Regions from separate parts of the Mus musculus genome. Here regions 2 and 3 are each linked to region 1. A link is a contact called in public HiChIP or PLAC-seq and promoter capture Hi-C data. All regions are on one chromosome and are shown on one strand. Each heading gives the region's core, a stretch centred on a gene start, on an enhancer-like site or on the middle of the called end of the contact. The rest is flanking DNA. Distances are from core to core; before and after follow the strand shown.

Region 1 (3,318 bases), core at 124-2,623:
ATTAAGAAATAAAGAACAAGCCATACAGTAGTGGCTCACACCTTCAATCCCAGCACTGGTGTGTCAGTGATAGGTGGATTTCTGAGTTCAAGGCCAGCATGGGCTACAGAGTAAGACCCAGGATAGCCAGGGTTACACAAAGAAACCCTGTCTTGAAAAACAAAACAAAATAAAGCAAAACAAACAAACAAAAAGAACAAATAACAAAAATTAGTTTATACAGTCATGAGTAAGATAAGTGGTTTGCCTTTATTTTCAATTTTAGAAGCATTTTGGTTATATCTAATCATGGTTAAGGATAAAATATGTCCAAGATATTGTTTATGTTCAAAATATTGAACTAGTTTCTTTGTAGTCAGTTTTATTTTGAATATATAAACAGTTGTATAGAAATAAATTATATAAAGTTTCAAAGATTGCTTAAGTTGAATATGCAGGACAAAACCTCAGGGTCTTATACTTAAAGGGAATATTGATTTATGTTAAATTTTAAAGGAATTGATTAGATTATCCATGTTGCCTGGTTAACACAGCAGTCTTGTGCTCTTGCCACAGATTGCCTTTAAAAAAACGCAGTGAGGGTTTTCCTAGGGAGCCAGTGCCTCTGAGTTCTTATGACACATGTATTTTTTTAACATCAAATTTAATATTTTGACAACATATGAACCACATGCGAGTACTTTGTCTACAGGTTTTCTGTTGGGCAGGTGCCATCTGTGGTTGTGAAGCCAAGTGTTCTTCTGGGGCAGAATAATCGAATCAGAGTTAATGGGGTGACCATCTAAGCAGGGCTCTTTGTCATTAAGGTCCACTCTTGTGATAGTAGCACATTATCCCACTGATTGGATTTGTAGGAAGGCATCCACCTGTGGCCCATGTTGGCAGACAAGAGACTGACTGCAGAGGCAGCCCCGGCGAAGGAGAAGCAGGGGGTAGCTGTCCTGGGCAGCAGAGGCTTTGGCTGGAAAGCCACACTTGCAGGATGGCTTAAGCAATACAAGTAGGTGCGTGACTCCCATGGTATTTGGTTCATGTAGGTCCCAAAATAAAGCAACCAAAAGCAGAGGGTTAGATTCTGTGGCATTGGAAAGGAAGGATTTATCTTGAACAAGTGAAAAGCAAAAGCCTGGGGAGACCCACAGCCAGCTGATGAGACAAGATTTAAGCACATGGAGCCCTTTACCTCCATCTCAGGGATGATTTTCTGTTTGGATGAGAGCTATTGTAAGAATTTCCATGTCTGTTGGGGGCACTGAAGTTCTCACAGACTATGGTAAACACAATTTGGCTCACACGCTCTCATAATCAGGCTGACTTGCAGTGAAACAGAGAGTGCTCTATAGCTGTGCCAGGCCTCTAGCAGTACCAACTGTTAAATAATAAACAGGCCCTGTTTGTTGGCAGCCTCTTCCCCTCCTGCCAACACGGAGTGCCCATTTTCTGGGTTTACCTGCCCGCATGTGTTCAGACACTCAGAACAGTGTGTGTGTTGTGTGAGGCAGTGATGGCGTGAACAAATCAGTCTACATCTAATCTGCTTAGTTTATTATTCCCTCAGGACATCGGGTAAGCTAGCAGACATGCAGGGCTTGGGCAGCACAAACAATGGCCGTGCTGTTGTTCTAGATAATGTTACAGGCTTTGAAGAGGGCACTAGCTAATTGTTTTTCTTACGTTTATTTTCTCTTCCTGTTCTTTTTGTATTGGTTTGGTGGAGTATGGATTAGGGAAAATGAGAATGAATCTGCCAATGAGATACTTTACCTCAGGAAGTTAGAAAGTATCTGGGCTGGTTATGTTATTTCACTGGCAAGATGTCTTTGTTTAATGTGCATTGAGTAGTGAGTCATTCTGGAAGTACTTTCTCAAGTCCCACAAGGTACAGATAACCCCAGAGAAGATGCCCACACTTGGCTCAGTGGGTGTGTCACACTATAACTAAAGCATCAAAGTCCATGGTGAGGTCAGACTTCTTCCCTATACCATCACTAAGTGCTATGGAAGGGCAGTGTAAGTAAGATCCAGTTGGAAGCAGTATCCACCTAGTCTCCTTCATGCTCCAACCACCACCTCCCTTTCTCTGAAGGAAAGATTCCTACATGTCCTCTATACAGTCACTGTGATGTTCTTCTCCCAGGAAAAGTCCCTTGATAATGTTAGTTTTACAATGCTGCTTTGGCCAAATGAATTTCATATGTTTCACAGATGTAGTGCTCAAAAATAGACTCTTAAAATTCCCACACCCTCTTCAACCCCAGCAAAGCCACGATGCTCATCGCTAGGAGTAAGCTTTGTATGTTTAGGCCTAAGTGACACATTTAAGTGGAGTTCCTAAGCAGCATGAAGGGTAACTATGAAGCAAAAGATATTCATTCATTCATTCATTTCCCCCCCCCCCAACCGCCTTTCTTCTTTCTCATAAGTTAAGTGAAAAGAAAGACCTTAACTTTCTTCTAATGGCAATATCATTATGAAAAATAGCCTTTGTTAGACGTTTCTATTATAATCCATTTGTTTAAAATTGTCATTCACATTCCCTTGTAATGATGGTTCCCACATGATGAAGCTCTTCGTTGATTGGGAGAGCAAAACCATTTGCTTGCATGAAATGAAATTTCATTCTCAGATCACTAAATACGGGCTACACTGTGGAGTAATCATTCAGTCTTTTTGACTAGGATATTTTTAGATCAAAAGTAAATAGTTGGATGACAGGCTCTGGTGACAGCACAGTCTGTGGAGGTTCAGAGTGTTGGGCTGTGATATCCAACCCAGTCTTCTCTGGATTTATCCCTCAACAGTATGCAGTGGAAGCTAACTTTTATTTCTTTTCATTAAAAACTCAAGGACCTCTTTTCTCACTATCTTTTGAAAAAGACCTTGCTAATTCAGCCTAAAACTTGTAGTTCTCCTTAAATTTACATTTATTTTGAGAATTAATTTTTAAAATCTTACCAGTATATTCTCAGTACTAGGCTGGAACCCTGAGCCTCTTGCATGCAGAGCTCTTCCTGTGAGTTATCTCTCCTCCCTATATTCGGTCTGCTCTTGACCATGGTGACCTATACAGCATTCACCTGGAATGGTTCAAAGAATGGCACAAAATTCATAGGGAAATAGTTAATTAAGGAAGGGGGAGGGCAAGCCTAGACCCCCTAACTGAGGAGCTTTTGTCCTTAATGGCTTCCAGCACATGGGGAGTCAGTTTTCACTAAAGATGTGGCTTCTGACTTGTGGGCCTGTGAATGGCCTGACAACCCTGAGTATGTGGGCGGCATGAATTGGATAAGGCGAGGTAGTTATAAATGCATATTTGAG
Region 2 (3,705 bases), core at 875-3,374, 380 kb after region 1:
AAGGAACACATGTGTCTTTTGTACAGGCTTTTTTTTTTTTTTTTTTTTTTTAAAGCCAGCCTTCCAAAGGCAAGTGACAAAAGAATTGGACTGGCCTCTTGCTCAGTTGGTCCTGTACTTTCCTCCTGCAGATACACACCCAGGTGCTCTTGCTGGTTCAGTGTGTTGTCATAGCTGCTGAGGAACAGTCTCTCCAGTCAGTAGTGGAAACACTTCCCACTTCCAGAAAGCTTTATCTCCACTCTCGATGTGATGTTGTCTCATGTAGGCATCTTCTGAGGTCTGCACTGTTGTTCGTAAGCTTCACAGTTCTCATTGCTCCTGCTCGAGTGCAGTTCGTCATTAGCTCTCTGTTATAGTCATGGTAGAGATTTGGTTTTCATTTTGGGAGGCCTTTTTAACTATTCAAACAAGTTACCCTCGAGGATGAAATTTCTCATACTTGTGACTCGGAAGTGAACTTGTCTTGAAAAGATTTGTAAAACAAATCTAATTAGCTGTTTGGATTTTGTTGTTGTTTTGTTTTGTTTTGTTTTTGTATTTTAAGTTCATGAATTTTAAACATTATAATAAATGTGACTGATCGGTTTTTAACAGAATATATTTTGCTATGCAGTGATTTTCTAATTCTGTCTTCTTTGTGTGCTTTAAGATCAAATTTGAAAATTCAGCGTGTTAAAAAAGAAATATTAAGAAGCCTATAGGTAGCCTATTGATATTTGCAATACCCACTTTGAAGTAATTCAGAGTTTTAACTTTCTTTCAACCTACTACCTTTTATTGCCAATCGGTATAACTTTATGCAGGTGTGTGTGTGTGTGTGTCTGTGTGTGTCTGTATATAGTTATAGATAAACATATTAATGCATACTTACATATACAATAAAAGATACACAAAGACACTTAATATTTATGTTAATTATATTTTTATATAAAAGAAAAAGAATCCGCGAACTTTTATCATTTTTCTGTAATTTTAAAATCCTATAAACTGTTAGTTCTGATTATTATATGTTTATAAACATATATTTATATCCTTATAAGTTACCTTAATTTATATTTCATAGGTTTTACACACTCCTCCATTTTATGCAGATATATTAATGTTGAAGTTTATTCAAATACCACTTGCTGTGTTCCGTATCTGTTAGTGTGTTAACAAGTGGTTTGGTTTTTTGTTTGTTTTTTTCTTTAATTTTGATTTATTCTTCTCTAAGCTAGACAGAGTATATGTTTCTCTATGTCACTGATATTCTGAGAAAGAAACTTGTAAAACTGTGATCTCCTGGAAAGCTTTCAAGTGAACAGGACATCTATATGCTCTTTAGCTTGCTTCTCCTGGATCCATTTGTCCATGCTGTGCCATCAGCAACCCTGAGAAAAACGGCGCTAGTAAGGATGGCACAATGAGTTTTCTGATCATAGACCTAGGAAGGACCAAAGAAAATTGTGGCATATGGAGGAACATGCCAAGACCTTCTCCAATAAAATCAGCTGCTTTATGCTGGTGGGTTGGATTTTTTGTTGTTGTTGGTTTTTGGGAGGTTTTTTTTTTTTTTTTGGTTTTTTTTTTTTTTTTATTTCCTTTGAATTTTTGTTTGTGACTTTTTTGGCTTGCTGGAGCATTTCCCTATAATCTTAGGAAGCCACAGCAAATTTTCAATGCCACAGCAACACTGTGCAGCCAAGGAGGGGCCCAGAGAGCTGATCCTGGGGGCTGGAGCCTTTCAGCAATCATACAAGGTAGGGGGTAAGGAAGCTATCCTTTTCTCTGAATTTTCCTGGTTTATTCAGTCTGCCAGGGACAGGGATTTTCTTCGCGTATCTTTCCTTCACTTACTTGAGGCTCTCCCTTCAATGCCAATGGCTTTCTATTGCTTCTGAGAGATGGTTCACATGGCAGAGCACCCGCTTCTGTTCTATATTGAAACATGGAAAGCTTTGAAAACTGGGAAGGACAAAGGAAAGGGGTCTTAGGGCATCTGGGAAATATCAAAAAGAGCATTAGGCTCACAGCTAGTTTTTGCCGGTCATGTCTGTAACTTCTCTGTTCTCTACAGGGCTTCTCAGTGTTAGAGTACTGAAGGGGATAACTCTAGGGTGCCAGCGAGGATCTAACTGATTCAGTAGATGGAGCTCTTCGCCCTAAGTCTGGATTTAAATTAAAGTCCCACTGCAGTTGCTGGGACTCTCTGTATTAAGGTGTGTCATGATACACACATAAAACCAAAGCTTGTGTAGCTGCAGGAAGAGATTTCCTGGCACTTTTTAAAGGCATGAAGCATGTGTTCCGAAACACAAAACTGCAGGGGAGCAGTAAAGATAGATAGGGTAGGAAGTGAAGTTTACCTATCTAAACTTCTCCCTGTGGGTTTGAATACTCCTAAGTGTGAAGTAAAACCCAGTTACCATACAAGGGACTGGTACTTTATAGACTGGTACTCCAAACCTAGAAAAACAGATAATGTGTACAGGTTTGGCTGTGTTTGTGACAAGCCTTTCAAGCTGTTTGAACTGTACGGCTCTCCTTTTATTTGACTCCGAAAAGGAATCTTAATGCTGAAATGCAGTTGTTTCATCTAGTTAGTCTAGAGAATCTGACGAATTGTGACAGTACTGTGGACAGCACAGCAGATTTGTAAGGTGCCTTTATAGGAGCAGAAATACCCAACAGTGACCGAAAATGGATCTCTAGTGTCTGCTGTAATATAGAAAAAAACCCACTTATTTATCAATTTTTAAATTAATCAAAATGAGTAATTGCCATAGCATTCTTGTCACTTTGTATTATCTTCAGTACCAATACTAAGTTTGATCATTGTCCCTCCTTGGTGCCAGGAAGGAAGGTAGATGTATGCAAGATGGAATAAATTATCTTCCTTGATCTAATGTCTTCTCACAGATTAGAGGTGTTATTGAGAATCTCTTGTTAAATCTTGATAAGATCATTTGGCCAAAACAGAACTGGCAATGGCCTTACTACCAAAATAAAAAGCATTTTTAAGGCCTTGGATTTCCTTTGCACACCACGTGTCTGAGTTTGATACAGTCCAGGAAAATAGAGAGGATGAGAGAAAATTATTCCTAAGCAGCCGCCGTAGGCCAAACACTGAAACAGTGCCAGCCCGGACCAATCAGGGGGGCTTCTTAGGAGATGTGTGCTTTGCTGAGCTCTTCTGTGAAGAGAAGAGGGAGGAAGCCCTTGAAACTGCATTAGGATGAATGAGTCTTCACTAATTTCAGCAAAGTCCATGGCAGTGAATTTGATAACTTCTTCCTTCTGTAGACATCTGAGGTTCCCAGGCCAGCAGAGACTCCCTTGTCATCGCACTGACACATCTTTTGAACAAAAGTATCTTTCTGAGTTTAAACAAGTGAAAAACTTCTCATAGAGAGCAAAGAGTAAAATTAATGGAAACTCAAAATCAATTCCAACCCCATTTCTGGCATGATGAGAGTAACATTTGTGCTGTGTTTAAAGCAGTTTAACACAAGAAAATGATAAAGTGATCAATATACTTAAAGCCAAAATTAACCAGGAGAGAACAATCTGCAATCCGTTCCCAGCCCGAAACTCTACACTTTAGATTAAACACGAAATAAATGAGTATATATTTTACAGAGTGGTACTATAAGCCTTATAACATAAACAGCAATGCTGAGATGCCAGCTAGCCAGTGTATTATTTAAGCTATGTTTTCAGAGC
Region 3 (3,503 bases), core at 843-3,342, 460 kb after region 1:
GCTCTCTTGTGTCTGCTTAACCACTGCCTACTGCAAAACAAATCTCCCTGATGAAGGCAGCCCTGATCTGTGTGTGTAAACATGACTGTTTAGAAGGCAGTTTGACCACATGTCCATTTATCCGAGTGATGGGAGTGTGTTTCCCTAGGACCGATGGTCTCCCAGCCACAAGCTTTGGACAAGGTTTACTGTATCAGAATGAGCTCCCTCCTTGGAGCAGGCCTAAACTCCAGTCAGAAAGGGGTTAGCCATAACATCCATGCTCTGGCAGCTTTAAAAAAAGCATTACATGTGAGGAGGGGACACACACATACTCCACAGCATGTGTGTAGAAGCCAGGGATAACTTACTCGTTCTTTTCTTCCATCGTATAGAGGCATGGGTTGGACTCAGGTCATCAGCTGGAGTAGCAAGTATCTCCATCCACTGATCCATCTCAAAGGCTCCTTGCCAGTTCTTGTAACTCCTTATTTTAATAATTTATTATTTACTTATTCATACATTCATTTTTGTCATTCTGGGAAGCGGACCTGTTGCCCCACACTTGCTAGGCAGTTGCTGTGCCGCTGAATGGTCAGCCCCAGCTAAAATGTTGAATGCCTGTTTTATCCAGGCAAACTCTGCTGTTGTCCATTTCCTCATCTCTTGGATCCAGTAAAGTGCTTAGCCATAGTAGGTGTTCAGCCAGTGTTTGCAGAATGGATGACTGAAGGAGATAGGGCAGCTCAGGGAACTGTACTACTGAGCATATTGCAGGGTTATAATATTGAATTGAATTTTTCCACTCAGCAGACCTACATAACAAAGTGCATCCCAGATACCCTCAGGTTTGTATGCTGGGAAAACAGAGTGCTTTCTCTTGATCATAGACCGCTACATGTTTTGATTTTAATAGCAATATGGCAGGGTTAAGGTCAACTTTGTAATATAATCTGGTGCCTGTTTGTTCATAGATATGAAAATAGATGTTCTTCACAAGATGCTCAAACAGATGATTGGGTGAAAGCTCTAGAAAACCTTGCAATAACTAAAAGGAAAGATCTCCCACTTCTGCTTTCCATCACTGTCAAATGGGGTACAGTTTTGTGCAGCCCCAACCATTCTTTCTTGTCTCATCATCTTCCCAGGTCCAGTCTTTGTCTGGCGAAGGCAGCATATGACTGTTAGTATAGCAAGGAGATGGTTCTTGAGAAATCCAGCCCCCACACACAATGCTCCAGAGCTCCTCCCCTGGGAATGGCATGATTGGATCCGCAGCAGGCAGAGCTGGCCCAGGGAAATAAGAGCTTGGCATAGAATCTTAGGGCCCTCCTGCTGGAGGGGCCCTCAAGAGAGTTGCTTCACACCCACCCTCCTTCAACTGGCTGGACAGTAGAAAGATGTGTAAGAAAACAAATTCCTGGCTGAATGAATAGAGGATTAAGTGAACGAGAGATGAGTCCCCTGTTCCAGAAGTCTCTGCCATCCCACTTGAATAGAAAGGCTAACTTTGAAGCCACTCTGTTCTCCATGGCATGATTTTGTATATACTCAGCTTTGGAATATGGTTGCCATCTGCTGCCAGTACATAAGACTAAGGAAGTATTGGGGTGGGTAGGAGGAGGCTGGGAGGAAAGAAAGAGACACTTAAATGAGCTAATGATCTGCTTTGTGTTGGAGTCTAGGTTTCAGAACATCAGTTCCGTACTGTAAGAACAAAACACCAGTGTGTCTTAGGCCACACCAGGCGCCGGCACATCAGATAAGGCCCATGCTGTGTAGTGTTCAGCCACTGAGCCTCAAGAAGTTTTGAAAGTGAAATTAGAGGAGCAAACCAAGGAAGCCAAAGTGGGAAAGCTCTTAGGGTAAAATATGATCAGAAGGACTCTGCAGATATGTGTCTTCGAGGTTACAGTAGTTCAAACATGACTCTACTAATTAAAGACTTGGAAAATAGTCTCAATCCTAGGAACTTAAAGATCTTTAAACTAAAGTGGAGACTTCTCCATCTACTGCAAAGGCATTGTGAAGCTTTTGTACAGTCACAGGATGAGAGTGACCCAGCTATTGTGCATTGTTGTGCACTTAACTATTGATTAAGAGCCATAGATTGCTGTCCTGGCAGCAGGAGTGGGTGGTCTTTTACAAGCAAAAACCCTGGTAAGCAAAGCCAGCAAAGGCAAGACCATCTATCTCTGAAAAGCAGTGAATAGCTCAGAGAGCTTCCTCTTTCCCTGATATTATCTGTATAAATTACCAGTTATGGCACAGGATCATGTTGATAATTTATATACCAAAATGACATGCCAAAGAATAATAATTAAGCAGAGATGTACACTAGTGAAAAAATTATCCCAGCGAAGTTTACTTTTGAGAAAGATTAGCTAATTAGCCAAGTATGACATTTGAAGGCAAGTCCCCTTCTACTCTTAATAGTAGCTCTGTCTCCACTTTGAGGAGTTAGCAGGATTGTAGGGCAGAAATATTTTCTGGCGTGAAAAGGAAAGAATTCCTTCATTACTATAAGCAAAGTGAGGAGACAGGGAGAGTTGTGGAAAAGCAGAAAATCAGATCAGCACGCATAGAAAGTGGTTGCAAGAGCATGTCGACCTCAGAGCCCTAGAATGACCAAGCCAGGAAATATTTGTTGGCTGTACAAGCTTTGGCCTTGATTCGTATCTGCCATCAGAGCGAAGTCATCCACAGCTGTGATGCAACCACAGAATGTTATTAATGTCCTCAGCCCCTCTCATATGCAGTCTCTCATCCCAGGAGCCCAGTGTGCCTTAGGACTCTGCTTGGCTTCTCCCAAGACAACCCCATGGAGCATAAACATCTTCATTTATAGATGAAATAACTGGTCCACAAAGGCCCGACTCTGTTCTCTGGCTTCAAATGTGAAATGATTAATAGTCATGATGCTGACCCAGCACGTTGTGCTATTTTTTACATTATTTTGGGCTTCTCAGACAAAGGACATATTTTATCTTTCTCATTATTATTTTTAATTACTTTTCAGAAAAGTCAAGATAAAAAAAAGAAGAAGAATCTAACAAATATCCCATAGAGATATTTGGTATTTTCTCTCTCTCTTTTTGAGAATAAATTAAGATCTTCTCTGCTTCTCTATGCTGGATCTCTGCAGATAGTCACAGTCTCATGCCAGTTTTCAGAGGAATAAGGGCTCATTCTAATGGCTGCATCACAGTCCCTTCTGTGAAGAAACAGCCTTTTAAATTCCTGTCTGGACACTGAATAACTTGTTTTTGGTTTAAAAACTTTTAACAGTTTGACCTGAAAACTTTTAAACATTACTAATATACAACCTGGTTGTGAGTTTAGCAATAAATTTAGACCCAGTATGTGAAAAGCCAAAGAGAAGACTAGTGGCTTTTATTCTCCCTGGTGACCTGCACTAAATGTTGCATATTTACTTTGTAAATGAGGACACCCAGTGGCCAGCAAGTGAAAATATTCTAAACAATCCCCGACACTGTTAACATAAATATAAAGAGCTGTTGTCA

What was found. Promoter capture Hi-C pulls out the DNA fragments that hold promoters and counts their contacts. HiChIP or PLAC-seq counts read pairs in DNA pulled down with a chosen protein or histone mark.
Region 2: an H3K4me3 HiChIP or PLAC-seq map of forebrain shows a contact between it and region 1, with 5 times the contacts expected there. The contact joins two enhancer-like sites. A contact is called at or near these places in 3 of 115 datasets of contacts at active chromatin or transcription factors (embryonic basal ganglia, embryonic forebrain and forebrain) and 2 of 9 other capture datasets (adipose tissue and liver).
Region 3: a promoter capture Hi-C map of neural stem cells shows a contact between it and region 1. The contact joins two enhancer-like sites. A contact is called at or near these places in 1 of 39 promoter capture datasets (neural stem cells) and 1 of 484 Hi-C or Micro-C datasets (the N1E-115 cell line).

What each region holds. Positions count from the first base shown.
Region 1 is chr16:43,129,363-43,132,680 of GRCm38.p6, forward strand. The region is part of intron 2 of Zbtb20 (zinc finger and BTB domain containing 20); the gene reads left to right. Among named protein-coding and RNA genes, the nearest start is that of Gm25873, 4.8 kb to the left of the region's middle. Within about 2 kb of position 1,374, at least 73 of the 459 cell types and tissues checked have an H3K27ac peak or open chromatin away from gene starts, as enhancers often do. A contact at or near this core is called in the N1E-115 cell line, forebrain and neural stem cells, where this site is marked.
Region 2 is chr16:43,508,612-43,512,316 of GRCm38.p6, forward strand. All of the region lies in intron 5 of Zbtb20 (zinc finger and BTB domain containing 20), which reads left to right. Among named protein-coding and RNA genes, the nearest start is that of Gm15713, 90 kb to the left of the region's middle. Within about 2 kb of position 2,125, at least 37 of the 459 cell types and tissues checked have an H3K27ac peak or open chromatin away from gene starts, as enhancers often do. A contact at or near this core is called in forebrain, where this site is marked.
Region 3 is chr16:43,589,584-43,593,086 of GRCm38.p6, forward strand. The region is part of intron 9 of Zbtb20 (zinc finger and BTB domain containing 20); the gene reads left to right. Among named protein-coding and RNA genes, the nearest start is that of Mir568, 49 kb to the right of the region's middle. Within about 2 kb of position 2,093, at least 71 of the 459 cell types and tissues checked have an H3K27ac peak or open chromatin away from gene starts, as enhancers often do. A contact at or near this core is called in the N1E-115 cell line and neural stem cells, where this site is marked.